Regions from separate parts of the Mus musculus genome. Here all the other regions are linked to region 3. A link is a contact called in public ChIA-PET and Hi-C data. All regions are on one chromosome and are shown on one strand. The core of a region is the stretch at or near the end of the contact, and the rest is flanking DNA. Distances in the headings are between cores, read along the strand shown.

Region 1 (3,068 bases), core at 287-2,786, 750 kb before region 3:
TATTGGCCAACAGCATATCCCGAATCTCAGTGAGGTCCTCCTTGGTGAACACGAAGCCCACGTTCCCCCGGATGTGAGGCAGCAGTTTCTCCAGAGCTGGGTTGTTCTCCAGGTGGCCCCTGATAGCCTTGCGCATCATGGTGTTCTTGCCCATCAGCACCACGGCCTTCCCTCGGAGCGACATGCGGATCTGCTGCATCTGCTTGGAGCCCACGTTGTCTGCTCCCACAATGAAGCATTTTGGATAATCATCCAAAAGTTGCTATGAAGGAAGCCAGGAAAAACTACATTGAGAGGAAAACAAACAAAAAATACCCAGCAAAACCCGAAACCCTGCTACCTCTACCTCCCCATTGCTTCACCCTAGGTGTGACACTTCTCGCTAGGAGCCAGCCACCCGAGCCCAACGTCTGTCTTTATCTGATCCAGCTTCCTTGCTGGTTACGAGTATCACAAAATTACTGTCACAGCCAAAAATTAACTTTTAGCTGGGTGTGGTGCCACACCTGTAAAGACAGGTAAGGCTTAATTGCTAATCCGAGGCCAGCCAGAGCTATAGGGGGAAGACTTGCCTCAAGTAAATCTTAAGCTTTACTTTTTAAATAAGGCGTGCCTGGGTGACCAAAGTGACTCTGATCAGGGAAGAGACAGACTTAAAAAGCACAGAAAACAAATTATAGAGAGGTCGGGGGATCTTAGGTTGTGAAATATAAAAGGTACTACCAGACCCAAAAATCTTTGTCTCTGTCTCGGAAAAAAAAAAGAAAAGTTAACTAAAACAGACTGGTACCTACAAAGTCTGGTAGCTCTGGTTCAAAGCCACCTCAAAGGCCTTTTGTAATTAAGTCACTCAACAGCAGCCTGACTGGCAGGTCTCAGATGGGCAACAAGATGAATCACTCCAGTCTCAGCCCTTTGCACAAACGCGAAGGGCTCGACGAGATGAAAAACTGGGTGAGCGAGCTAGTTCTGGAACGCGGGGGGGGGGGGGGGAGATCCCAAGACTACAGAACTTCCCCAGGATGCCCAAACTCTGTTAAAGCGCGTGGCCAACGACCGCCCCGGGAAGACCCGGAGGCGGAAGCCGCGCGTCCCCGGCCCGCTCCACACTTACGATGATCTTGAGGAAGTAGTTGGACTTCCAGGTCGCCCTGTCTTCCCTGGGCATCACGGCGGTGCGTCAGGGATTGCCACGCGGGGTTTAAAGACGATGTCACTGGGGAGAGAGAGGGGGCAGCTTGAGCCCGGTAACCCCAACACCGGCCCCGATCCCAGGCCTAGGCCAAGCCGGCCACGCCAGAGCTGGGCCCCGGGCTGCGGCCGCCAGCAGCGCGGGCGATCCGACAAGCCAGGCGGTAGACCGGACGGGCAGAGCCCGGCCGCGATCCTTCCCGAGCCCATCGCTCCCACCCGCAACGTCCCCGCGCTCTTGCCGCCCTCCCACAACAAAACAACCCCCCAACCTCCAACGAGGACGCCTGGCGAGAGACGGGCCGCATGCCCGCGTGTGCCTTTTATAGGAGAACCAGGCGGTCCTCGAAACCCGAAGACGACGTCGTCCATGCCTATTGGCTGGTTCCATCGACTGTCCTGCCTCACTCAATAAACATGCGCGTCTATTGGCTGAGACCGCTGCCACTCCAGCAAGTCGGGAAAGTAAAGACAGCACCCGGCCGCAGGAGGCGCGCTTTCAGACCTGCTGCCCTCTGCTGGGTCGGAGCCGCCCTGCAGCGTCACCGAGTCAGTACAGCAAAACAACTTTCTGCGAAACCCTAGCTGATGCTCTAGTCTCCTCTTGTTCTTCCATTCTTTTTTCTTTCTTTTAATTTATTTATTTTTTATTTTTTTAGGTTTTTCTGTATATCCTGGCTGTCCTGGAACTCACTTTGTAGACCAGGCTGGCCTCAAACTCAGAAATCTGCCTGCCTCTGCCTCCCAAGTGCTGGGATTAAAGGCGTGCGCCACCACTGCCCGTTTTGTTCTTCCTTTCAAAACCTACATCTTCACCCGCACAAAGTTAATCAAAGATTGCCGTTTTCTCTGAGTAAACGCCTAAAACGTAGACTATTCTCAAGGTCCCACACGACTGTTTCCACTGTCGCAATCTGTTTTCTTGCTTTCCTACTGATGTGTTTGCCTCTCGCCTGATCCCTTTGCCCTTTTATCCCCTTCAAGAGTATGCCTTTTTTTTTTTTTGGTTTTGGTTTTGGTTTTTCGAGACAGGGTTTCTCTGTATAGCCCTGGATGTCCTGGAACTCACTTTGTAGACCAGGCTGGCCTTGAACTCAGAAATCCGCCTGCCTCTGCCTCCCAAGTGCTGGGATTAAAGGTGTGCGCCACCACCACCGGCTTCACAGCTTTTTGAATGGTGCTGGCCAGCTTCGGTCAGAGAAACTCACCTCCCCCACATCTTGCTGCAAATGCTATCTACTCAAGGAGACCTGCCCTGATTCTTGATTTCAAATTTTAAGGGCGGGGGCAAAACCAAACCTACTCTCCCTTACTCTCCCACCTTCTCCTGCAGCACTTACACCATCTAACTCGCTGTATAATTCACCACATTCTGCTTGTCAGCCTCTCCCTGCAGGAAGGTAAGCTCCACAGGGCAGAGATTTTATTCTGTGCCTGCCAGACAGTGGGCAGATAAGTATTTGTTGAGCAGGCAAAACGCAGGGCATGCGGCCAGATGAGACCCGGATCCATAACTTTGTTCTGCCGCTTGCTGTGTTGTCTTAAAAAGCACTTCCACTTTATTGACCGTTTGCTTTCCCTTCCAGGGATACGGGAGAAAATCGATACATAAAACTAGCTTCTTCACATATATATATATATATATATATATATATATATAATATATATATATATATATAATATATATATATATATATACACATTATATATATACACACACAGTCGTTCAACATTATTTGGATAATTGTTTTACTGAGACAGTCTCACTCCTGCCTTGTTTTTAATTGCTGAGCCATCTTCCCAGACCCATGAATAAATAAATATCCATATATAAATAAGTGTGTATATATGGGGGAAGATATTGAACCTAGGGCCTT
Region 2 (3,422 bases), core at 183-2,682, 530 kb before region 3:
AGACAGGGTCTCATTCTACAGCCCAGGCTAGTCTCTAACTCACAGCAATCTTCCTACCCCATCTCACTCTTATGAGCCACCTCACTTGGCGTGTGTCTTAGTCAGGGTTTCTATTCCTGCACAAACATGATGACCAAGAAGCAAGTTGGGGAGGAAAGGGTTTATTCAGCTTACACTTCCACCCTGCTGTTCATCACCAAAGGAAGTCAGGACTGGAACTCAAGCAGGTCAGAAAGCAGGAGCTGATGCAGAGGCCATGGAGGGATGTTCTTTACTGGCTTGCCTCCTCTGGCTTGCTCAGCCTGCTCTCTTATAGAACCCAAGACTACCAGCCCAGAGATGGTCCCACCCACAAGGGGCCTTTCCCCCTTGATCACTAATTGAGATGCCTTACAGATGGATCTCATGGAGGCATTTCCTCAACTGAAGGTCCTTTCTCTGTGATAACTCCAGCTGTGTCAAGTTGACACAAAACTAACCAGTACAGCGTGTTTTGTTGTTTTTGTTTTTATGGAGACAGGGTCTCACTATGCAGCCTCTGGATAGCCTAGAACTCTGTAGAGGAGGCTGGCCTGGGGTCAGTTCCATCTGCGTCTTCCTCGCAGATACTAGCATTAAAGATGCGAGGCTTTTAGACCAAAATAAATAAATAAATAAATAAACAAATAAATAAATAAAAAGGGAAAAAGGAGATATTTGTAAAGTTCTACAGACAAAATTTAACAGATGTGTGTAGTATTCAAAGCGGGAGCAGGAACATTGAACAAACGCTGAGGATATGGAGCTAAACAAAGTCCAGATTTGCTGGCAATTGCAGGGTCCTTACTGGTTCCTGGGTCTGTTCCTTGACTCATTAATACACGGTTTCATACATTCATTCATTAAATTGCATAAAGCACCTGCTACTTGCCATGAAAGATTTCGGGTAACTCTCGGGATGCAGCGCTGGCAAAAATCTAAGCACTGCGGACTTTACAGTCTATGTAGGGCACAACGGAAGAGAATAACAACGGTCTTTAAGAGCGATAGGGACAATGATAACGACAAGGACAGGGCTGTCGAGGGCCTGGGAAATCGCGGAATTAGAAGGCAGCGAGCGAGGAAAGAGAATGGCGCCTCCGCTAACGTGACTTGTTCTCCGCACTTCAGATCCTGTCCAGGGACTCCAAAGAAGGGAGCGATTAAAACCAGAAAAGCTCGCAAAAGTTCAGTTCCGCGGACATCCTCACCTAGGCGCTGACAAGCAGGGAGATGGGGCACAGGAACGGGGCGCATGCGCGCTCTCGCTCCAGCCGCCCCAGGGACGGATAAAGTGCGCAGGCGCTGGAGTTCCTAGCCAGGTCTGAGAAGGCGTTGCCCAATAGGAACGTCGTTCGGCGTCTTTGTCCCGCCCCCTTCGCCCGTCCCCATTTCCGCTTCCGGCGCGCCGGTGTAGTTCCATGATGGCGTCGGCGGTGCTGTCAGCGTCTCGGGTCTCTCGGCCGCTGGGCCGGGCCCTCCCCGGGTTGAGGCGGCCCATGTCGAGTGGCGCCCACGGCGAGGAGGGTTCAGGTACCCGGGGGCTCTCGGATGGGCGTGGGGTCTCGGCGGGTGGCGTGCGGCGGCGTGGCGGGGCCGGAGCCCGGGGCGGTGACCTTGGCGGGAGGGAGCGGCCGAGGCTGACGTTGTGGCCCCCGCCGCAGCTCGGATGTGGAAGGCCCTCACCTACTTCGTGGCGCTGCCCGGGGTGGGAGTGAGCATGCTCAACGTGTTCCTCAAGTCGCGGCACGAAGAGCACGAGAGACCCCCGTTCGTTGCCTACCCTCACCTGCGCATCAGGACCAAGGTAGGCGCTGCGCCTTTACTGTCCGTCTGTCCGTCCGTCCTCCAGGCATCCGTTATTGCGGGGTTGTCCACTCCCCTGGCCCAGCCCTTGGGGGAGTTTTAGGATCTTGGCTGCCTGTCCGTCCGTGCAGATAGAATATTTTATTTACTCTTCGTTTGACGGAAGGGAAGCCAGTTTGTAGGTCGTGGCTCGGTTTTCTTAAAAGGCCACCCAGTAAATGCCTGCGGGCTTTCAGCTCCTCCAACTTGTCACCTTTTGTCCAATGGTGCACTTTATTAGCTTCCTGCGGGAAAGTTTGGAGGTTTGGGGTGTCCCTTTATAGCCGCAAATCCTGAAGGTGATCCGGGATCCGGGCGATTGGCGTAGGCTTAAGCACAGACTGCCCGTTGGTTCTCACAGTGCCTGTCGTTTTATCAGTTCTTTGCCTTGGCTGTTCGTGTAGAAACCCTGTCTCGAAAAACCAAAAAAAAAAAAAAAAAAAAAAAAAAGACAGTTATAATGTCTCATGATGTATTTTAACAAGCCCGTCTTCCACTGTATCACCTAATTCACCTAAGACTGGCCTTGCAGAAACTTATTCTAGACTTCAATTTTACAACCCAGAAGGCTCCATGCCGTTCCCGTACAGCCTCAGCACTTGAGAGGCCAAAGAGAGCCAATGTCTTGTTCAAGGCCAGTCTGGTCTACAAAGTGAGCTCCAGGACAGCCAGGGGGGAGACTTTCTCAGAAAAAGAAAAGGTGTTTGACAGCAGCCTTGCCTTGGGGCTCTGCCCACTAGGTGGCAGTAGCACCCCCCTCCTAAGGCCTCTAGATAATGCTCCCATATCCCGCCCCTGGCACTTGGGGTCAGAAAACAAGCGTTTTCTCAGTAGTAGCTATCAGGAAGTTTCTATCAGTAGTAGTTGCTGGTTATTCTCTGCCACGTTATGAAATGGAGATTAGCTTGGGCTAAATGGGGTTACCACAGAAAGCCAAAAATGGTTGTGAGCTATTGACCAAGAGCAATGCTTTTCAAACATGGAGGGGAAGGGACAGGAGAGAGGGCTCAGTGGTGTAGAGTGCTGCTGCTCTTACAGAAGAGCCTAGTTTCCAGTGGGTGGCTCACAACATTCTTTAGCCCCAGCTGCAGGCAGGGATGATATCTTTGGTCTCTGTGTACACCTACACTCGTGCATATACCCACAGAGATGTACACAGAATAATATTCATGCTGGCAGAGGCAGGTGGTCAACATAGCACATTCTAGGACATCCAGGGCTACATAAAGAGACCCGTCTCAAAATCAGACAAAACTATGATTGGCAGAGTCATACATGCTGTAACCCCAGCACTGCAGGCAGAGGCAAGAGGAGCGTTGTAAGTTTTTGATTAGACTGTTCTATTTAGTGTTCCAGGTTAGCTAGATAAGGAAACCCTGTTTCAGCAACCTTGCCAAGTCTGCCAGTGAGGGCTAGTCTCTTGGGATCCACTCTATAGGAGGACAGAACTTCTTCTTTTGTTTTTTTGGTTTTTTTTTTTTTTTGCGGGGGGGGGGGGGTTGGTTTTGTTTTGTTTTGTTTTTTGAAACGGGGTTTCTCTGTGTAGCCCCGGCTGTCCT
Region 3 (3,295 bases), core at 176-2,675:
AGTGAGTTCCAGGACAACCAAGGGCTACACAGAGAAACCTTGTCTTGAAAAACCAAAACCAAACCAAACCAAACCAAAAAAACCCAAATAGGCAAATGTACATCCCACTTATATGATAATGACCTATTGATATGGAATAGATAAGTATGCAGGGGCCAGAAATAAAATGGGTCACTAGGTGATGGGGACAGGGGAGATAGTTGTGTTATGGTCTAATGGGCTTGGAGTTTCTGTTTGAGATGATGAGAAGGTTCTGGAAATGGTCTATATGTGTTGGTTTATATTTAGCCTAATACAGCTGAATTGTATTAAAAAGTAGCTAAGGATTTCTGAGTTCAAGGCCAGCCTGGTCTACAAAGTGAGTTCCAGGACAGCCAGAGCCATATAGAGAAACCCTGTCTTGCTATAAAACTAAAAAAAAAAAAAAGTAGCTAAAATGATTAATTTTACGTTATGTCACCATCATAGCAAGAGTGAGATCAGCCAGTATGATTTTAAGATTGTATAAAAGGGGCTACGAGATGGTCAGCGGTTAAGAGCATTTACTGCTCTTCCAGAGGACCTGGGTTCAGTTCCCAGCACTTACACGGAGGTTCACAATTATCTGTAACTCCCGTTCCAGAGGAACACACACTACTTCTAGCCTTCACCAGCTCCAGGCACCCATGCAGTGCACACACACATGCAAGCAAAGCACTCATGTACATAAACTAAACCTTAAAAATGATTGTATAGGCTAGGCATGTTAGTGCATGCCTTTAATCCCAGCACTCGGGAGGCAGAGGCAGGCAGATCTGTATGAATTTGGGGCACTTGAGAGGCAGAGGCAGGCAGGATTTCTGAGTTCTGGGTCAGCCCGGTCTACAGAGTGAGTTCCAACAGGCAGGGCTACACAGAGAAACCCTTTCTCAAAAGGAAGCAAAATACATACATAAAACTTACACTTTTCAGGCTGGAGAGATGGCTCAGCAGGTAAGAGCACTGACTGCTCTTCTGTAGGACCTGAGTTCAAATCCCAGCAACCACATGGTGGCTCACAACCATCTGTAGTGATTTCTGACGCCGTCTTCTGGTGTGTCTGAAGATGGCTACAGTGTGCTTATATATAATAATAAATAAAGCATTTAAGAAAATATTGTTTAAAATAACTTACAGTTTTCAAAAATGAGATTACGGTGTCTCTTTCTTCGGACTGCATTGACTAATACGAAAATGTATGAATGTATGAATGTGTAAAGCAAAGCCTTCCACGGGGAAGCCCGACGCGAGCGCTTGCCACAGCTTTGGAACCCTCTGCGCAGAACCATAATTCACCACCCCACCCCCGAAGTTGGTCGGGATGGCTCCTCCCCTCGCCCCCCCACCCGCCCTGTTTCCGTGGCAACTGCGCGAGCGGAGTGGGCGGACCTCGGAAAAACGGCAACGTCTAGGGGCGGGGCTTAAGGCGGAAGCGGCGTCCCCGCGCTCCGTGCAGTGCGGGTTTCAGTGATGCTGCGCTCAGGATGGATGCGGCTGTTGCCCATGCTCTGCAGCCTCCTGCTAGGGCGAGCCGAGGCCCCGAGCCCGGGGGTGCCGCCGGAGCAAAGCCAGCCCTACGCGGTGTTGCGGAGGCAGAGCCTGGGTAAGCGGTGCGGTGGGGAGGGTGCGCGTTTGCAGCCGGATCCGGGCGTGGGGAGCTTGTGCGGGGCGCAGGCCGGCCTAGCCTCTGGTTGTGGGAAGCCAATAAACGCCATTACAAGATGGCGCTGATTTCAATAAGCCGACACCTATGAATATGGGTAAACAATGTGCCCATGTGCAGTAGAGTTTTCTTTCAGCCAAGTCACTGCCTGGCCTGAGGCATGTAAATGAGGTACTGAAAGCATAACCAATCTGGTGTAGACACGCCTATCCTAGGCCTATATAAGCAGCACTGGTTTTTGGCCTGGGGTCTTTCGCTTTTACTATCAAGCTCTCCCAATAAATGTGTGCAGAAGAATCCTGTTGTGTTGTTCTTCTTGCTGGCGAGTTGGGCCTCTACAAGTGGTGATTCTCATATCGCCTCAGGGTTATTGTTAGTGAATCAAAGAGTGGATGTTTTACAACATAACATGGAACAGATGATGGATGTCCTACAAATGAGTTGTGTGGCATCAACCCTGCATATGTGCATTACTCCCATTAGGTATGTTAATATTCTTTTATTAAACGTACAGATTTATCGAATTATCTGAAGGGGAACTGGTCGCAGGAGCTGGACAGGTTGCACACGGAGCTGCAGATACAGATCCTGAACCTTAATTGAACCAGAGTGGAACTAGTGACCCTTGGAGGCTTTACCTCTTGGCTTACCTCTGCATTTTCTCACTTTAAGGAATGGGTGGGAGTGATTTTGTTTATGAATATGTTTACCCATGAATATGGGTAAACAACCAATGTGCCCATGTGCAGTAGAGTTTTCTTTTAGCCTAGTCACTGCCTGACCCGAAGCATGTAAATGAGGTACTGAAAGCATAACCAATCTGGTGTAGACATGCCTATCCTAGGCCTATATAAGCAGCACTGGTTTTTGGCCTCGGGGTCTTTCGCTTTCACTATCAAGCTCTCCCAATAAATGTATGCAGAAGAATCCTGTTTTGGCGTCCTTCTTGCTGGCGAGTCGAGTGTCTACATCTGGTCCTCAGGAAGCTGCTTTTCCTGGGGTCAGTTCTAGGCTTGGGAGCCAGCGCTTGCACCCCTGTGTGCTGTCTGGCGCACCTGCTGAAGCGAGAACCTGGAGTCCTGGGGGTGTGTGAGCTCCTCTGTTGCTCGCTCTGTGGCTTCAGCCTAGGCAACCGGGCTCATCCTGCATCCCTCATCCGTTCTCAGCGATGGCCATTCATAATTGACAAGTTTTAGCATTTCTTACACAGCAAGGGTTCCTAGATAGCATCGCTGTTTATGGGAATTCTTTTGGGCCTCGCAGAGGGCTAATGAGAAAAGTAGGCCTTTCAACCCTGTTCTGGAGAAAAGGAAAATGAAGCCCAGAGGTAGAGTTGTGTTACTCAGGGGTACTCCGGTAGGAAGTGGTGGATGTCAGTACTTGAATCCGGGGTTTGTGGGGGCTTGAAGGAACTTCAGGGCGGTGTCTATTACACACACGCACACACACACAAGCGAGTGCAGGGCGGTGGTTCTCACGGATTTCCCTTTGGAGCTGGGCTTATCACCCTTGACACTCCCCACATCTTTGATCAAGTGATTCTTTCTTGGGAGGGAAGGCAGGGGCCACAGTCTCTTTTACCCTCTAGATGCAGACTTGCCTGCCACCCTGAGT

The links. Hi-C and Micro-C count contacts between places; a contact is called where the count stands out from the background. ChIA-PET counts read pairs in DNA pulled down with a chosen protein or histone mark.
Region 1: a contact with region 3 is called in a Hi-C map of B cells, with 8 read pairs. The contact joins the promoter of Rplp0 here to the promoter of 1500011B03Rik in region 3. A contact is called at or near these places in 2 of 39 promoter capture datasets (the C10 cell line and pre-B cells), 1 of 484 Hi-C or Micro-C datasets (B cells) and 2 of 115 datasets of contacts at active chromatin or transcription factors (bone marrow-derived macrophages and memory CD8 T cells).
Region 2: a contact with region 3 is called in an RNA polymerase II ChIA-PET map of memory CD8 T cells, with 13 read pairs. The contact joins the promoter of Cox6a1 here to the promoter of 1500011B03Rik in region 3. A contact is called at or near these places in 5 of 115 datasets of contacts at active chromatin or transcription factors (effector CD8 T cells, large pre-B cells, memory CD8 T cells and 2 more) and 2 of 9 other capture datasets (liver and pancreatic islet).

What each region holds. Positions count from the first base shown.
Region 1 is chr5:115,557,935-115,561,002 of GRCm38.p6, reverse strand. Rplp0 (ribosomal protein, large, P0) reads right to left here and starts at 1,536. Exons shown (of 7, transcript NM_007475.5): 1 at 1,464-1,536; 2 at 1,115-1,216; 3 at 1-262. The coding sequence starts at 1,168.
Region 2 is chr5:115,346,968-115,350,389 of GRCm38.p6, reverse strand. Cox6a1 (cytochrome c oxidase subunit 6A1) reads left to right here and starts at 1,432. Exons shown (of 3, transcript NM_007748.5): 1 at 1,432-1,551; 2 at 1,683-1,825. The coding sequence starts at 1,443.
Region 3 is chr5:114,812,106-114,815,400 of GRCm38.p6, reverse strand. It overlaps 1500011B03Rik (RIKEN cDNA 1500011B03 gene), which reads left to right and starts at 1,425. Exons shown (of 2, transcript NR_027817.1): 1 at 1,425-1,621.